Regions from separate parts of the Mus musculus genome. Here all the other regions are linked to region 1. A link is a contact called in public HiChIP or PLAC-seq data. All regions are on one chromosome and are shown on one strand. Each heading gives the region's core, a stretch centred on a gene start, on an enhancer-like site or on the middle of the called end of the contact. The rest is flanking DNA. Distances are from core to core; before and after follow the strand shown. Region 1 holds the start of Lca5 (Leber congenital amaurosis 5 (human)). Region 2 has its middle 41 kb from the start of Lca5. Region 3 overlaps Lca5 (Leber congenital amaurosis 5 (human)).

Evidence for each region. HiChIP or PLAC-seq counts read pairs in DNA pulled down with a chosen protein or histone mark.
Region 2: an H3K27ac HiChIP or PLAC-seq map of stem cell-derived epiblast-like cells shows a contact between it and region 1, with 2.3 times the contacts expected there. The contact joins the enhancer-like site here to the promoter of Lca5 in region 1. A contact is called at or near these places in 5 of 484 Hi-C or Micro-C datasets (cerebral cortex, forebrain, liver and 1 more), 7 of 115 datasets of contacts at active chromatin or transcription factors (CD8 T cells, double positive thymocytes, embryonic fibroblasts and 2 more) and 1 of 9 other capture datasets (adipose tissue).
Region 3: a contact with region 1 is called in an H3K4me3 HiChIP or PLAC-seq map of bone marrow-derived macrophages, with 2.7 times the contacts expected there. The contact joins the enhancer-like site here to the promoter of Lca5 in region 1. A contact is called at or near these places in 5 of 39 promoter capture datasets (3T3-L1-derived adipocytes, epiblast stem cells, liver and 2 more), 3 of 484 Hi-C or Micro-C datasets (the C10 cell line, Th1 cells and bone marrow-derived macrophages), 5 of 115 datasets of contacts at active chromatin or transcription factors (bone marrow-derived macrophages, embryonic stem cells and neural progenitor cells) and 2 of 9 other capture datasets (adipose tissue and liver).

What each region holds. Positions count from the first base shown.
Region 1 is chr9:83,439,823-83,442,381 of GRCm38.p6, forward strand. It overlaps Lca5 (Leber congenital amaurosis 5 (human)), which reads right to left and starts at 1,277. Exons shown (of 8, transcript NM_027448.2): 1 at 1,087-1,277. The region is part of intron 1 of Gm2087 (predicted gene 2087); the gene reads left to right.
Region 2 is chr9:83,481,105-83,483,663 of GRCm38.p6, forward strand. No RefSeq gene overlaps it. Among named protein-coding and RNA genes, the nearest start is that of Lca5, 41 kb to the left of the region's middle. Within about 2 kb of position 1,272, at least 70 of the 459 cell types and tissues checked have an H3K27ac peak or open chromatin away from gene starts, as enhancers often do. A contact at or near this core is called in stem cell-derived epiblast-like cells, where this site is marked.
Region 3 is chr9:83,399,710-83,402,268 of GRCm38.p6, forward strand. It overlaps Lca5 (Leber congenital amaurosis 5 (human)), which reads right to left. Exons shown (of 8, transcript NM_027448.2): 4 at 1,903-2,040; 5 at 894-987; 6 at 1-59. Among named protein-coding and RNA genes, the nearest start is that of Gm2087, 31 kb to the right of the region's middle. Within about 2 kb of position 1,267, at least 17 of the 459 cell types and tissues checked have an H3K27ac peak or open chromatin away from gene starts, as enhancers often do. A contact at or near this core is called in bone marrow-derived macrophages, where this site is marked.

The DNA of each region.
Region 1 (2,559 bases), core at 27-2,526:
ACAGTTCCTGGTACCTAGAAGGGCCAGAAGACAGCGTAGGATTCCCTGGAACTGGAGTTACAGACAGTTGTGGGCTGCCATGTGGCTGCTGGGAATCAAACCTAGGGCCTGTGGGAGAGTAGTTAGTACTCTTAACGGTTGAATCAGCTCTCAAGCCCTAAGTTATGACTGTTGATCCCAAAGACATCTATCTAATCCTGAACGCACGGTTGAGCATCCATGTGTATGTGGTCAAGCCTACTCTGCTTGGGCCAAGAGTTAAGACCCTCAAACTTCGGGATTGAGATGTGCAGGCAGGAGCTGGTCCAGGACAGGAAACACGCGCACACACACACACACACACACACACACACAATTAATCAATCCTAAAAGAAAATTTACTTTCATAAAACCTTCCTCCACACCCCGCCCCCACCCCACTTACCCAAATATAGGTACAAATACCTCCGTAAAATTAATCCTCACAATGTGTCTACCATTCACTGCACTTCTCTGGAGGAAAAATACAGCCCCTAGCAACTTGTTACCAACCAAAAGATACCATTACGTATCAAGCCCATGAAGTGACTAAGAATTTACATTCAGGTGAACTGGTCACACAGGGAAACACTGTTCCCTTATTCAGCTAGCGCGAAACAAAAGGCATGTGCATCCACCCCAACTCAGTTCTGCCAACAGGTAGGTTTTGCTAACTACTTTCATTCGTTCCATTCCATCCCTCAATGATGTATAAAAATAATCCACAGCCTGGACCAAAGTGTCTCTCCCCTTTAACGACAGTGTTAACAATAATATCCTAGACTGTTCCAGAGTCTCTGAAAGGCTCCGCGCGCCCTCCTTTCCCATCCCGATCTACACCAGTCTCCAGGGGTTTCTTTCTGGTAACTTCGTTCTTCTTTGGATCCGTCTGCACATGCTTTCCTTCTGCTTTAGGGGGCTAACAAATCCCAGTCTCTCAACTTTCTCTTCCTTCTCTCCAAAGCATCCGCCGATCAGCCCCGCCTCGCCCCGCCCCATCACGTCCATCCCCCCCCCCCCCCCCCCCCGGCCGCAGACCTCCTCTCTCATCCGAGGCCCGCCCCTCACCCTCCAAGCTGGCACCTCCTGCTCCTGCCTGGATCATCGGCCGATCCCCGAGTCCGACCGACAGCTACGGTCCGAGACCTAGAGTACCCGGACGCTGCAGACTGCGGTTGCGGGGAGTTTGAACTCACTCACTGTAGGGACCACGGCTGCGGGCGGCGGCTCGGCGGCTTCGGCTCCTGGGCAACGGAGCAGAAGCCCAGCTTGCACCGCGGGAGGACCGGCCTCCGCCTCCCCCAGTTCCCATTGGTTACTGGACTCCATACGTTCATTTCTATTGGTTATTGTGGCATCGGAAGGCGGGATGGCGAGGAGAGAGGCATCAACCATTGGTGGGCCGGTGAGGCGGGGAACCGCGACCCGCGAGGACAGTTGCACGGAGCCCAGCACCCAGGACAGACCGAAAGAATGCCAACCCTTCTCATAGAGGGACGCCGGCTCCAGAAAGGGTCTGTGGACAAAACCCTTGGAAACCGGCCCTATTTTTTTCTGAATATTTTGGATTTCGTTATAAAGAAATCAATGTACTTTTCTGGTTCCGCTGAAATTGATGTGTAGGAGGGTGTGGACTTGATATTTTCATGATACTGCTGCCTGGGTTCTGGACTTTCTTGAGATAACACATCTTGAATATGGCTTGCGCATGATTTTTAAGTTCTGAAGGAAATCTGGGGCTAAAGGATAATGAGAACACGTTTGTTCTCGTTATGTTTTCAAAGAATTGTTTTTAAAGGAAATATTCTGAAGTGCATGACAGTGGGCTAAGGGCAGCTAGATGGCTAATTTTTCTTTTAAACTTGACAGTGCACACTAAGCAGTATTAATTGCAGTAGGTAAAGAAGCTATAAAGAAAATCTTTTCCACGGGGGCTCTGACGCTCTCTGAGCTTCTCATCCAGACCGTTTAATAAGACTGTTCAGTTCCCGATTGAAGCCTGCTGTCATTTATACTCCAGAAAATAGATTCAGGGGGTAGTAAGCGGTGAGATCAGGATAGAACCACATGGCTATTAACTTCCAAATCTAGCATCTTTAGAGCATTTCTCTAACAGGGTAATAGCATTACTGGCAAGTCAAAAAAGTATCTAAAATTTTAGAAATCTCCCAAACAAAATACCTAATTGTGTATAACATTTTCAGTGTCCTTATTACACCACACAGTGTTACTCTATCAGAGATAACAATTACTTTATTTGACCTTGAAAAAAAATAACCAAAATAATTTATAGTTCCTCAAAGCCAGTTTTACCAAATTGATGTTTTAAAGATTTGTCCCAAGTGTGATGATAACTTCACCTTTCTACATGGCATGACTTTGATCTGCCATTTTTATTAGGACTTCAGTTTTCTGATTATACCATTTCACTTCACTGTGTACTACACAGGTTACAGCTTTCCAGGAAAAAAGAACTGAAGCTACCAAACCACATTTTAATATTTTTACTAATTGAAACTATTTAACTGCATTAAATATTTA
Region 2 (2,559 bases), core at 22-2,521, 41 kb after region 1:
TAAACTGCATGCCGGCCCCAATTAATGTCATGGTGCATCTTCACAGCAATAGAAACCTTAAGTAAGACACAGGCCACACCACACCACTCTAAGACATATACCCAAGTTCCTCTTGTTGTGGTGATCCCCAACCATAAAATTATTTTCATTGCTACTTCATAATTGTCATTGTTACTAGTGTTATGAATTATAATGTAAACATTTGATAGGCAACTCTTGAAAAGGATTGTTTGACCCCCCAAAAGAGTTGAGAACTGCTGAATTAGAATCTGTGTTCCTCTTTTCTGACGACAACAGGGCAGAGGTGGGACCCACCTCTTATCCAAGGGCTGTCTCATCCTCCCTCCCCCCCCCCCAGCTGTCCTGGAACTACAGCTACTCCTTGCTTGGCTTCCTCCTATATTGTTCTGAATAAAATAGGTTTTTTCTCTCTTTTAATTCTGGAAATTATTAGAACATAAATTTCCACTTAGATTGATGAAAGGGCATTTCCCTGGCAAAAGAAGAAATGAATGTTTTTTTGTTTTTTTTTTTTGCAATAGGAGAAAATGATATTGAACCTCCTCAGGAAAGGAAGATTGCATTCAGTTAAGACAATCGGGTTTTGTTTCTGTTTTCCTGTCTGCATGAAGGAAAGCAACCTCTGCTTCTGGAATGGTTTGTGTTATTTTCCTCTGCACAGGAGAAGGCAGTTAATGGATGCCATGTACTTAATTCTCTGAATTTCTACATGAGTCTCCATTCTCTTGGGCCATAGAAAAGAAAATTCCCTAGCTCTTATAAAAACACAAGTTTTTACAGCAATTAGGCCTCTCAGTGACCTTTATGCTTGGCAGGAGAAATGTTAATAATATAAAAGGTTGCTGTATTTTATTCAATTTTTAGGCTTTGAACATTTTAAATTGGTTTGTACTGTTTTGGATTTGGAAATTCTGTCTTTTACTATGTCTGTGATCTTTTATTAGAACATTGATTCTCAGGAAATGGAGTGAATAGTTGGTGATTTGTCATTTATCAGATATGTATTTTTTAAATGCATGTACATACAGATCAACCTCAAGTATCTTCCCTTAGGGCTCCTCACCATATGTTTTCTGAGACAGCATGTCTCACTGAACCTGGGACTTGCTGTTGGCTGAAAAGCCCTTTGAGGCCTTTTGAGGCCTGCCCCTCTCACACTCTGAGGCCTGCCCCTCTCACACTCTGAGGCCTGTCCCTCTCACACTCTGAGGCCTGCCCCTCCCACACTCTGAGGCCTGCCCCTCCCACACTCTGAGGCCTGCCCCTCCCACACTCTGAGGCCTGCCCCTCTCACACTCTGAGGCCTGCCCCCCTCTCACACTCTGAGGCCTGCCCCTCTCACACTGTTCTCTGCACTGAGGTTACAGAGTTCTGGCACTGTGTCTGGTTTTTATGTGAATTCTGGGGCTATGATCTCAGGACCACAGGCTTGCACAGCAAGCACTTTTCCCCTTCAACTGTTGCCTAAGTCCAGACCCCTTGTACACTGTAGAAGGAGTATGAAAAACTCAGAACTTAAATTGCACAGGTTGTTAATGAAAGCACTGTTTACTAGTGGTTTGGGAAGAATTATCACATTTTGTGTGGCATGGCTACAGACAGTGCTGTCGCTTAACACCAGGTACCATCACACGGAGTGCCTACTGGGCTCCACCAATGCTCAAGAGGAGAAAGGCCAGTCCACACTTACAAGTATCTTTGGTAAAGCATTGTCTCCGGCTGAGTGAGATTCACTGGCACTGTGCAAAACATGAGAAGTCTGAGTCTGTCCTCTAAACTTGAGGGGAGCACAGAGAACCCCTGGCCAAGGCTGCTGCGGCTGTTCCCCTGGGCTTCGTTGGTGCTTGCCTCATTACAACTCTTCCTGGATACAGATTTCTCACACCTTGACTATTTTTCCCACATTCCTGTAGTCAGTACTAAATGAGGCAAGTGGCACACTAAGGTTAGCTGTGAAGCGAGAAAGATGAAAAGGAAAGGGTGGGATGAGGCTGGAAGCAGTCTGCCTTCCTCCTGGACCCCACATTTAATACACCTCTTAGAACCACCTTCCTTCTGAGAGCATCTTAGATTCTACTACTAGAACACAAAAATACCAGAGGAATGTATCTTGACTACTGTTGGTATCAAACAGCTGAGGCTTGGAATACAACTGAATCCACTTGATAAACATCTTGAATTTAACAGAACCCAGACAGGACTTTTTGGTTACACCGAAAAACACCCCACCCAGACACAGTCTTATTTAAACTACCTGGCTGAGATCTCTACTACAGCTTTTGCTTTGAAAACTTAGCTGGCATCTCAGCTATGTTAACATTTCAAGCTTACAATGTCTGTGTTCTTCTAATGTTCCAAACTCATTTGTGTATACTAGCTTTCTTCTTATCTTTGTTTTATACCCCTATGACAAAATACTCCAGGCTGGGTAATTCATAAAGAGCATAAAATGTATTTGCTCTTACAATTCTGGAGGCTGGAGAGCACTTGACTAGATCAAGGTGTTGGGAAACTCAGCTGCCCAGTGAAGGCTGCGTC
Region 3 (2,559 bases), core at 17-2,516, 40 kb before region 1:
GTCTTCAGCGGTCTGTACTCCTTTTGTACACTGGTCTGTAAAGTCACTCTGGCAGGATACTACCAAGAAAACCATAGACAAGCTTTCTAATACCGTGGCTGTACATTCAATCGGCAACACTCATCCCAACGGGAGCACACATTTTGTTCGTGAAAGCTAGCAATTATGATTTGAGGGCAATTATACATACACAGATGCTAATAATCTTTCGCAAAGTTGATACTTTAAAAAATTCTGTAATTTACAGGAGATTTATACTTTTGTTTTAAAACAGGACAAGTGCACAATAATACAAACTATGAAGCAAAGTGAAGTGAATGCTATTTGGGATTTGTTCCAAAATACACTAGGAAGTAGAAAGGGGGAGTGAAATGGTTGCAGTAGAGAGTGCAACTGTGAGAGGTAGGTGCTTCATAAATAAGAAGGTTTTTAACCTTTTACTAAAACTCAGCTTATTTAAGGATAACATAAAAGCTGGGCATTGGCGTATTCAAGTTTTTCAAAGACTGCATAAACTCTATCTTTTTAATTTTACACATTCTAATTTTTTTTTAATTTAGGTATACAGGTTGTCTATGTGTTTGTGTGCCAGGTCTGTCTGGGTGCTCAAAGAGCCCAGAAGAGGGTGTTAGACCCCCTGGAGCTGGAGTTTCAGGTCACTGTGAGGCATCTAAGAGTGCTCTGCAAGAGCAGCCCTCTTAACCCCCCATGCCATCTCCCCAGTCCTGGTCCCCTCTTTAACAAAAACAAAAGTTGAAAGCAATGTGATTCCAAGAAAATCTGATCCATAACAAAAGATCAAATATATTCCAAGGACACTCCTTCCCTCCCCCCTTCACTTTAGAACCCATTAGTTAGTAACAGCTTCAGTTGCAGCAATAATCCTTCCATACCATGTTTCCTTTCGATTTCTTTCTCTTTCTTTGGAGAGGATTTGGGCAGGCGATTAGCATAGATGTTTTTTATATCCAATTCTTTCTCCTTTTCCTGAAAACAAACCCAATACAGGGAAGGAAGGTGAGCAGTTTGAAATTAAATATCCTCATTGTGTTGACGGGTGTCTTCTCCATCAGACTGAACTACCTCTAGGTCAGTCCTCCACTGTAACTATCTAACTGGAGAAAGAAAGATCTCCTGGGAGGAGGAACTGAAGGCGCAAATGGAGGGGGTAGCAGGGGCGGGGTTTGGGGAAGGAGGCAGGAGGCAAGGGGAAAAGAGGGAGAAGGGAGAAGGAAGAGGATGCAAATACCACAAGTTCTACTTCCTCACCCACAGAGTGACTAATGCCTAGCTGTCATCCAGGCTCAGCCACAGAGACAAGGGCAGAGCCTCTCTCACGCATGGATTTTGAGTTACTAATGACTTAAAAGTTGGATCAGACTTTTGAACCCAAGAGCTCCTTCACAATATGGGAATGATGCCTTTTTCTGAGAACTTGGTGCTCCAAGAGAAAACTATATAAGATAATGCATATTTCTGCAGAATTCTGAGCAAAATTTCAGTCCATCAATGACCTCTGTAAAATGCAATCGTGTTTAACACAATTAACTAATGTGAACTGTGTCGCCTTTAAACAAAAGGAACTTTAAAAGCAAGCCCTGCCCCGGTCCCGTGCAGAAGAATGCTAGATCATTCAAGAGTGTGCTGCGCATGCTCCTTCCCATGATCCTCTTCTGGAACTCTGCTATTCATTTCACTTACATTGCTCCTGTTGGCATATACAGTATTTTACTTCGTTATAGCAACTATATTAACAATGCTTTGCTTCTAAGTGACAGGTAATAGAATTTGGTAGATTATACAGTAGCAAGTATGAAGGGTGACCATTATTTTAAGTACGAGGTTTTCATGTGGTTTAGATGGCGTGAGAAATCATGCCGCCGTCGAAAAGAGCGTGGTTACCTTGAGCTTGTGATGGAGCCGCTGCAGCTCCTTTTGAAGAACTTTATTTTCATCGTAAGCCTCGAATGCTCTTTTCCTTTCAGCGAGCAGCTGCCGCTGGAAACTGTTCGTGCTCAGCTCCAGGTTCTTCGATAGCTCCTGTGTAACAACAGCAAAGCCAATAGGGAGACAGGGGACTCAGCAGGGTCAGACCACATCCAGGTAGCGCTGACAAGACTTTAAACCAGGCTAAGCTTAGTGTTCAGGAGCATAACACCAACCAGGAAACGGGCTCACGAACAGTAGGAAGATGCCTAGATTAGTGGTCCTTCCTTGCTTTTCCTGATGATGGGTAATCAGTCCTTACACACCTGCTTACAGCACACAGTCGCAAGAGCTCCCAGAATGCACTGCTGGGCAGTAAATACCAAGTTGGATGAGAGCAAACAGCACAGCTATGGAGCTGCACTGATCGCCCTCTCAGGAAACTAGCGGTCCCCATGGTCTCTGACACAGGCCTCATCATGGTTATGAAGAATTCAGATTAAAATATTTAATCTTCAAATAAGTTGTTATTTGCCTACCTTCTAGACGTAAAACCTCACATAAAAAAGGAAATAAAAGGCAGTTTCGGTCTCGCTATCATCAAGGCTGGCATCTCAGAGGTGCAGCGTGCTT